2 separate regions of the Gossypium hirsutum genome follow, and region 1 is linked to region 2. A link is a contact called in public Hi-C data. All regions are on one chromosome and are shown on one strand. Each heading gives the region's core, a stretch centred on a gene start, on an enhancer-like site or on the middle of the called end of the contact. The rest is flanking DNA. Distances are from core to core; before and after follow the strand shown. Region 1 holds the start of LOC107916797 (thaumatin-like protein 1). Region 2 holds the start of LOC107916754 (glycine-rich protein 2).

The links. Hi-C and Micro-C count contacts between places; a contact is called where the count stands out from the background.
Region 1: a contact with region 2 is called in a Hi-C map of leaf, with 2.6 times the contacts expected there. The contact joins the promoter of LOC107916797 here to the promoter of LOC107916754 in region 2. A contact is called at or near these places in 3 of 34 Hi-C or Micro-C datasets (hypocotyl and leaf).

What each region holds. Positions count from the first base shown.
Region 1 is chrA01:105,951,805-105,956,569 of Gossypium_hirsutum_v2.1, reverse strand. LOC107916797 (thaumatin-like protein 1) reads right to left here and starts at 2,109. Exons shown (of 3, transcript XM_016846170.2): 1 at 1,595-2,109; 2 at 825-1,494; 3 at 204-726. The coding sequence starts at 1,667. The coding sequence ends at 405.
Region 2 is chrA01:105,752,031-105,756,878 of Gossypium_hirsutum_v2.1, reverse strand. LOC107916754 (glycine-rich protein 2) reads right to left here and starts at 3,008. Exons shown (of 1, transcript XM_016846121.2): 1 at 1,866-3,008. The coding sequence starts at 2,751. The coding sequence ends at 2,221.

The DNA of each region.
Region 1 (4,765 bases), core at 860-3,359, 200 kb before region 2:
GCTGAAAACTTGAGACTTAGGGCATCCTTCACATACAACACCCAAATTCCTCACATTTCCACATTACAAACAAGCTTTTAAGGAAGAAGATCCCACCTTTCTCTTTACAATCCAAATTGCCAAAAAAGAAACAGACAACCAAAGCTGAAAAAGCAAAGCTAACAACACAACACATAACCAAAATATCTCTAAATCCCAGAATGTTAAGAGAAACAACAGTTTTAAATGTTTATATAACATTGGGGAATCTTGAAGCTGATGATGGTTTACAATCTGGACCAAGAATCTGTCAGCTTTTTTTTTCCTCAAACAAAGGCCAAAACCCCATTTTTACCCATCAAAGCTGCAAATCTGTAAAGAATTCACATTTAACAAAAGCCATAATACAAAAGGATAGGGATGGGCTACAAGTGAACTAATGAAAACAAGAAACACAATGCTGTTGATGCCATGAGTGCAAATGGTAGCAGAAAAGTGGGAGATGGTATTGTTCTTGGTGAATCTCCCATTGCCAAACCAGCTAACCATGATCCATCTGTCAACATCGTTTGCCCAGATCCTGACCCAGTACTTGAACCCGAACCAGGGTATCCGTACCCTGAAACCGAATATCCATATCCATTACCAGAATAAGTTAACCCGGGTTGTGTCCCTGACTCTTGTGGCGTTGAGCCTGTCACAGGGGTAGCTTCTGTAGCTGGCGTAGCATCTCTCGAAGATTTTTGACTGCAACAAAATGCCACATCGTTGGAAACATTAAAAGGGTTAATAATCACTATAATCTTCATCATATTCAGAGTTTAGACAGCAATTTTTTCATTTACCTAGGAGAAGAGGGACAAAAGGTGACCGTATAATCTGCTCCAGTACACGTGAAAGTGCTTGTAGCATCATCGTATGCATAGCTGTAAGATCTGGGACAAGCGGCCTTGAACATCTCAGAATAAACTGAAGGCTTACATGTGGCAGGTGTGCTATACGCGCCACTGCAACAATACTCGGGACTCCCGAATGCCTCACACGCGCTCTTGCAAGCGTCACCGTCCCCAACCCGGAGCTCCGACGGGCATTGACGGTTCAAGTCAGTTGTACACCCCGTCGAAGCACAAAGACCTGATCCACCACTGCCTTCAACGATCGTGGGGATATTGTAGCCATCAACAAGGCTGACGTCGTAAAAATCTTGCCCTCCTGTTCCCAGAGTGAACTCAGCCAGAGTCACGGGCGGAGCAGCTCCGAGTCCGTTACATTCCATCTGACCCGACCCGCAGTCGCCCGTTACGCACGTACCAGACCCGGATCCGTCAAATGTGCAGCCCGTTCGACCCCAAAAACGACCCGACCAGCCAGTTGGGGCTTGAAATGAACGAGACGAGTCCTTTGGTAGCTCGAACCCAGTGCTGTCGAGTGTAGGACTGCCTGCATTTGCTAATATCCCAGGCCACACCGTGTAGCCACATCGATTGACAAATGTGAAAGAAGCACCTAATGCACCTGAAAGAAAGAAAGAAAAAACAGATGGGGGTTTTTAGTGTAAATATAAGAAACCACGATGCTTGAGAGACTCCCAGAAAAAAGGAGAGAGCTGGGTTACCTTTAGAGTTCAGAGTTAAGACAATGAGATACAGAATAAGAGCTAATGAGCTAAAGGAGTGAAGAAGATCCATGTCTTCGAAGTTTAGTTTAGCTTAGCTTAGCTACAAGCCTAGAAGATTTCCAAAGCAGAAAAATGAGGAATGATGGAAGAAGAAAGGACAAGCAGGGGAGGGTGAAGTAATTAATATGCCCCCCGAACTCCACGGGAGAGGATATTAGCGAAGAAGAGAGTGAAAAGAGGAGGATCAATGATCAACTAAAAACCGACAAAAGTGTTAATGATATAGAGAGAGTGCATATCAGTACACAGCCACTGCTATTGTAATATAATACTAATTCCTATATCCTTCCTTAATCTTGCTTTCTTTTTTAATCCCCTAGGCTTGTCCTTCTTTTCACTTGTTAACCCTTTTATTTTTGGTTTCTTCATTTTCTTCAAGTAGGAAGTACTGTTTGTTTGTTACTGTTGTCATCATAATTGTCAAAAGAAAAGGTCAATTATTTGGTCTATTTTGTTTGACTTTGCAGCGTTTTCGTTGTAAACCCAAATAAATAGTAATACAGGGAGGAGAATCTGGGTATGAAATTCCAAACAAAACCTCAACCCTAGTTTAGATAAAAGACCAGAGCTGCAATTTGGTAAGAACCTCAATATGGGGTTGAGTTGAGAGAAGACGACCATCTTTTGGGTGGTTGATGATGTATTAGAGGGAATTTAGACTTACCACAACCTCTTTTTTTTTGGTGTTTCTTTTCAGATTTCAGCAATAGAAATCTTTTTTCTTTTATTGATATGTAAATTAATACAATTATTTTGATTATATTAAAAATTAAGTCCAAAAACAACATTGTAACATTGCCTAAAATCAAGTCATACCAAAAATATTTGACACCAAAAAATAAATTTTATCATCATTAAATGCTCCGCCATTGAAACAAATTACATGAATTTATGCATCGAATCAAGATTGATGATCTTATTTCTACCAAAATATATATATATATATTGATGATCTTATCCTTCCTGAACAGCTTATAAAATTTCATAAAACGTTAAATCTTTCTGATAAGACGTAAGCTCCAAGTCAAGCAACCGGTACAAGAAGAGCAATGTGAGAGTAAGAGAGTTGACTATTGAAATATCTTCCATTTAACCCTTATTCTTCATTTATTTACTAAGAAAAAAATAAATGGGAGAAGGTATTTAGAAAGATTTCTGCTGTTTTGTAAAATTATAAAATTAGTCATTCAATTATTTACTCAATTATAAAAAAAATTAATTTTATCACTAACATTCTAAATTATTTTTGTTTTAGTCACTCTTCATTAAATCTTTAATAGAAATGATGATGTGAATTTTATTAATTGTTATAATAACACATTTAGTATTCAATACTTTCATATTTTACCAATTTGATCATAATCTAAATAATTCAATTAATTTGACACTCCACATTTACAAATTCTATCAATTTAATCCTTAAAAATATATAATTAAATGATTTTCCCAACATTCTTATTCTGAAATCCAATCATCATCATCTCCACCATGAAAGCATAAAGTTACCGACGTCAATGAATGTAAAGAAGTTGTAAACCTGAATCAAGTTCAAAAAGTTTCCGCTTTGAGGACAAGCCAGAGTTGGTCAGAGATGAAGCTATGGTGGAAAATCCTGTGCAATAACAGCTTCACTCAATTCAACTCATGATTTCGTCTATTGCACCAGCATCTAAATCAACTCATGATCTGTATATCCACTAATGCATGTGTAAAAGTTATTTCAATTGTATGCATGACGCTTGGGAAATTTCCAGAATTGGATTTTGCGAGTAAATCAGCTTAAGCTTCACTTTCTTCCAATATTTTCTTCCCCTAAACGAGCCTTATTTTTAGCTTCTTTTCATTTGTTATTGTTAGGCTCGAGAATATAATACGGATAAATTGGTTGTAAAAATAAATTTTAAGCTAATATTTTAATATTACTGAGAATCATTGACATGTTTAATATTACTGAGAATAATTGAGAATGCATTGATTCTTTATTATTTTTGGATTGATTCGTTTTTCTTTTTTAATTTTATGAATTTGATATTTCAAGTATATACTATGTTGAATCTTTGAAATTCTTTGATAAAATTTTTGAGTTTTGATTCTTTTAATAAAATTTTAGAAATTTATAAATATAATCTAGTTTAATATTTGCATAAGCTATTCAAAAGATAAATTTTTATTTATTTATAATCAATTGATAAAAATTGATTTATGAGATTTCTTTCTGATAAACCATAAAAGTAACACATTTTAATCCCATACTTAGCATATTTTTGGATGATTTATTATCTAATTTAGTGAATTTGATGCTCTTAATCCTTTAATTTCATGTTTTATACTTAGGAGAGCATAGGGGAACAAAAGGAGAAAAAAACGGGCCAAAAACGGACAACACGGGCTGAGCACACGCCCATGTGACAGCCCGTGTCGATATCGCTCCCTAGTTCCCAAACACGCTGAAAAAGCTAATTTTTAGGGTTTCTGAGCACTCTAAAGTCTATATAAACACACTAGAAGAAGACCTAAGGGGACACACAGAGCAGAAAGCAGAAATTACTCGAAGGAAGCCGTTGGAATCATCTCGAAAGTAGATCCACTTCAAGATTGAAGATCTCTATTCAAATTTCTCTCGAAGTTTATTTGGGTTTTTTATGTCTTATTGTTTTTCTAAATTTGAGATGTTTTCTTTTCACATTATGAACTAAACTCCCTAAATACCTAGGGAGGATGGAACTTATGATGAATCTTATTATTTAATGTTCTGAATTTAATGATAAATACTTGTTCTTGTTCTTAATTATGTGTTCTTAATTCTTGATCTAATATTTTCAAGATATTAATTCAAGTTGATGTGCTTATTCAGTGGAGCAAAAGTCCCTGTTAAGAGTAGATCTACCATAATTAAGCGGAGTTGCATGCAACCCTAGAAATAGGGCTACATAAATCTGCCGGATTAGAGTCAAATCTAATAAGAGAATCCATAGATCGAGTTAATGCGACAATAAGGGTTTTAATTAGAAAGAGATTTCAATTAATCGACCTAGAGTTAGTTGTTTTTAGTCTCGAAAGAGATATTAACATAATTTAGGGATTTCGACGAATCAAGACAAGTGAATA
Region 2 (4,848 bases), core at 1,759-4,258:
GCCACATTGATACCTCTCTCAACCAAGTGAGCTTTTGTTGGCAAAAGACCTCGAAGACATCTCCAAACAAAGTCTTCAACCTTTGGTGGAACCTTACAACTCCAAAACCATGACCATGGTCCTTCAACAAATTGATCACGTAAATTAGCATTCAACTCTAAAGCCACCCTTTAACTGGTCCTAATACTATAACGACCGTCCTTACTATGATGCCAAATAAGCTTATCCTGCTGCTTGTGAACACTTACACATTGACATCAATAGGAGTAAGGATGCCTTCCATAAAATCCACATTCCGAGCCATTTCATCTATTGAGAATAACTGATTCACCCTCAAGTTTTCCAAACCCGACAAAGGTATGGAGTCGATGCAAAAATTGTGTCCCCTAACCAAGGTTCATAGAAAACCTTTATGGTCAAGCCGTCGCCCAAACACCAACAATAGCCACTAGCTAGCAGCCCCTTCGCTGAAAAAAATAATTCTCCACGTATACGATGGATTAGAACCCATATCAACAGTAAACAAATCCCAATCAGGAAAATATTTGGTTTTGATACGACTAAAGAGAGTATCTGAGTGAATAATAAGGCGCAACGGTTGCATGCCAAGCATATTAAATTACGTTTCTATCATATCCTCATCTATACTAAATTTATAATTTTGTAATTTAAAAAAAAAAAACCTTCGAAGTAATTTTATCATTTTAGAGGCCAAAGCTCTTGCCATTTGCATTCTACCATTCCAGCGGAACACATCTAATTGGAGTCGTATGCATATATTTTCTTATACAATGTCTATAACTTCAACCATTAATCAATTACTCAAATCCGCATATCCTTCTGATTGACGGAGAGAAAAATATATATGTTAAAAGTCAAAAGAAAACTGTGAAAAAAATAAAAAAAAAACCCACAATGCCGTGATGAATTAAGTATCAATCTTGTATGGAAAAAATGTTGAATACGTGAAAAGTGGAGCTTGGCAGGACAAAACCCAAGGATTGACATCATAGGAGCTAGCGATTGGAAATGAGATGCCATTAGGCCGAACTACCCCAATTTCCATATACCATCCTACTCGATATTGTCCGTAATAAAAGGTAGGGACTAAGTAGGACAAAGATGTCTCCAAGCAATTCCAACTACTCCCAATATCCAACTACAATGATTACTCCACCTTAACACCCCCCCCCTCAGTTTCCATGTTCCCATAGACATTTTAAACATATCAATTCAGTTTTGCAACTTGGTTCTATACTTTTCTTTCAATTTTTTCCACAAACAAGGTCCAACAATGCATGTTTCTAAACTGAATAGCAACAAAGAGGTATACAACCATTCTTGCAGTCCTATCCAAGTGCCTCCCATTGTTCTCATAAAATTTACTAGAGAACAGAGTACCCATCATGATTTAACCTTTTGTTCAACCCTCTCATAAACCAAGAAAAGGGTTAATGCAGAGAGAGATGGAAAAATGGACCACTTGGGATTAAAAAAAGCAAGGCAGTAGCACATAATCGGGGGAGGTTATGTTGCATTATTCACCAATGAGTCCCAAATCCCAATCCTTGAAACAAAGGGCAACCATCTAAAAATGTCAAAATGTTGTAAAATATGGTTCAATCATATTAACACAAATTACAGTAGGAGTCCCTACCCATCTAAGAATATAAACAAACAAAAGAAACCTTGAAACAAAGGGCACCATGCTAAAAATGTCAAAATGTTGTAAATTATGGTTCAATCATATTAACACAAATTTCAGGTTCAAGGCACATTACAACCAGAACGTAACCAAAACAAATCACATCTAAGCATTATATAAAGAAATTCATGAAAGAGTACTGAAATTAAAAGAAAAAGGATTGAAACCAAACCATCATCCATCAGTTTGTATTTATATGATATCGATACAAACACTTGATGACAGTGAGTTTTAACATCATTTTCTTCTTCATTGTTGTTTTCCAATCGACACTAATGTCCACCCTCACTGTAAGACTACTACGAAAGCACTCATTACAACCATTTGCCAACTTCAAAATCCAAAAAGACAAAACAGCAAACTGACTAAGAGAAATTGTCCTGCATAAACTGGAAAAGGAAAACATAAAAAGCAAACCATACGATAATAACGAAACCGACACAAACAGTAGCGGAAGAGGAAAAAAGGATGGATCGGAGGAGATGCGAATGACACATTTAAATCCCCCCTCAAAATTAGCGACCACTGTTGGGACACTCCCTAGCGAAATGCCCAGAGCCTCCACAGTTGTAACAAGCACCGCCGCCTCCTCCGCCCCCTCCGCCGCCATATCTGCCTCCACCGCCACCGCTACCCTGCCCACAGTCCCGTGCTAAATGGCCCATCTCACCACACTTATAACATCCGGCGCCTCCACCACCGCCTCCTCCACCATAACCGCCTCTCCTTCCCCCTCCACCATAACCACCGGATCCACCGCCATAACCGCCATAACCACCACCACCACCGCCACCGCGTCCGGATCTAGATGATCCACGAACAGGGTTGCCGTTGGGGCCAGTGACCTCAATAGCCTTGGGGCGACCTTCAGAAGACTCGACAACGTACTCGACCTCTTCACCATCAGCAAGGCTACGGAAACCCTCGGAACGGATGGAAGACTGGTGAACAAACAAATCGTCGCCGCCGTCGTCAGGGGATATGAAGCCATAACCCTTTTGGTCATCGAACCACTTCACCTTGCCGGTCATCCTATTCTCACCCATCTTCAAAATCCCAAAACAACACTCACAAACCACAGAAATGAAAAAGGGGGGCGCAAAAGCGAAGTCTCAGTGAGGTCGGGACTTTATATTGAAGATCAGAGGAATGCAAAAGGTGTGACTGCCACGTCAGCCTTTGGGAATTATAATTAATAATAATTACTTCTGTTTCAAAAGTTAATTCGAACCAAAACGACGGCGGGGTTTCATAGGAAGGGATCGGACGGCTAGGGGTTAAGGATAAGGTGGATGAATATGAAGCGCCAGATTTTACGATGGGAAACCTAAATCGGTTTTTTTGGGGGGATGTGAAATTACGAAAGAGTCCGGAGTCCTGAGAGAGAAAAAGAAGGGTTACTTTGATGGGACCCCACAGTAAAAACAAAAATCTGATCTAAAGGACAATCCTACCCTGTCGTATTTATGTACTTATTTATCTATTGGCGGACTGCACGGAGAAATTAATCTGCATGATTACTGATTTAATTAATTAATTAATCTGGTCAAAGGGTAAATTAGGGACTAAAGAAAGTCACACTGAGCGGATGGGACATTTCGATGGGGTCGCTGTTTTTTAAAACTTTACTAGTGCATGTTTTTTATGCTTTTAAATCACACTTCAAAATATCAATAAGATATTATTTTACCATTTAAATGAAATTTCCATAATAAAAATAAGGCTAGTTTACGGGTTTTTTTACTCAAATGTTATAAAATAAAATAAAAAATTTGAAAATGATATTTCACTCCTATTAATTACGGGAAAAGGTTGTTTTGGTTAGAGGATGGTGTAGAGGTGACACCACTTATTTTTTCGTGACAAAAATCAGTTAACAAAAAAATATTATATTGATGGAGGATAACTAATAGGCTGCACTAAAATAACACGTATAATCCAACACAACTCAAAAATTGGTGGTGTCTATCTAACAGGCAACACCAAAATTGCCTACCTGACAAGCGGCATCAAAGGAAGCAGTCTCACCTCTGCTTTGTATTTTTTTCTGTTCTTTTTTTGAAAATAAAAAATATTACTGTTTGTGATTAAAATAGTATTAATGTTTCCTCTTTTTCTTCTTTGGACTCTAACACTAAATTATCTACTTTAGACTCTATGAATTTGCTTTCTAAACGAATGGAAACTTTAGACACCCTCAACTTCCTCTTTGACTCTTTCACTATGGTGTTTTAGAAATGAAATCATCTTCAGCAGCCTTTGAACTAGAAATTTGGTGTTGAATTTCAAACTGAAGCTCACAAAGTGCCTTATCCATGCTCAAAGTTCTTGAAAACCTATAGAATGCAGAGGGTGCTCTTATTTAAATTTGGCCCCAGGTGTATATAGCGGCATTATATCAAATAGGTTAAGGACAATGCAAAAAATTAAATGGTGATAAAGGGATAATATATGAAAGTTGGTAATTACAGAGAAGAATGCACTTGACCATGTCTTCAAACATAGTAGGGGATCTGAAAACTCTCCCACTAAAACTCCTCATATACTCAGTTGCTTCTTCTTCTTCATGTAATGCTTGGACAATACTACAAAACTCTCTCACCTTGTTTTCCTCGGACTCCGACAACCGCAGCATTCTAAGCACTTGGTTTAAGAGAGAGTGGCGGTGCGGTGGAGAGAGGGAGGATGCACAGTAAATACGGAGGTAAAGAATGGAAGAAGAAGAAGTGGGCCGCTAAAAGATACGGACAGTGATTGTAAAAGGAGGAGAAGTGAGACGCAAAGGGGACGCAAAGGGCAAGAGAAGGAGCAGGAGATTGAATCCCAGTAGTTAGGGGCCAACATGAATAACCCATGGCTGCATATTGCCTTCTCTACCTCGAATCCTTCCACTGCTTTGCCTAGTGGCAACTCTACCAACAAGCTACTACTGCCATTCCCATTCTCCTCCTGCTCCTTAGCCGTTTCTTTTTTTTTGTATTTTAATCACAAACAACAATATTTTCTATTTTCAAAAAAAGAATAGAAAAAATACAAAGTAGAGGTGAGACTGCTTCTTTTGGTGTCGCTTTTCAGGTAGACACCACCAATTTTTGGGTTGTGTTGGATTATAGGGTTATTTTGGTGTCACCTATTAGTTATCC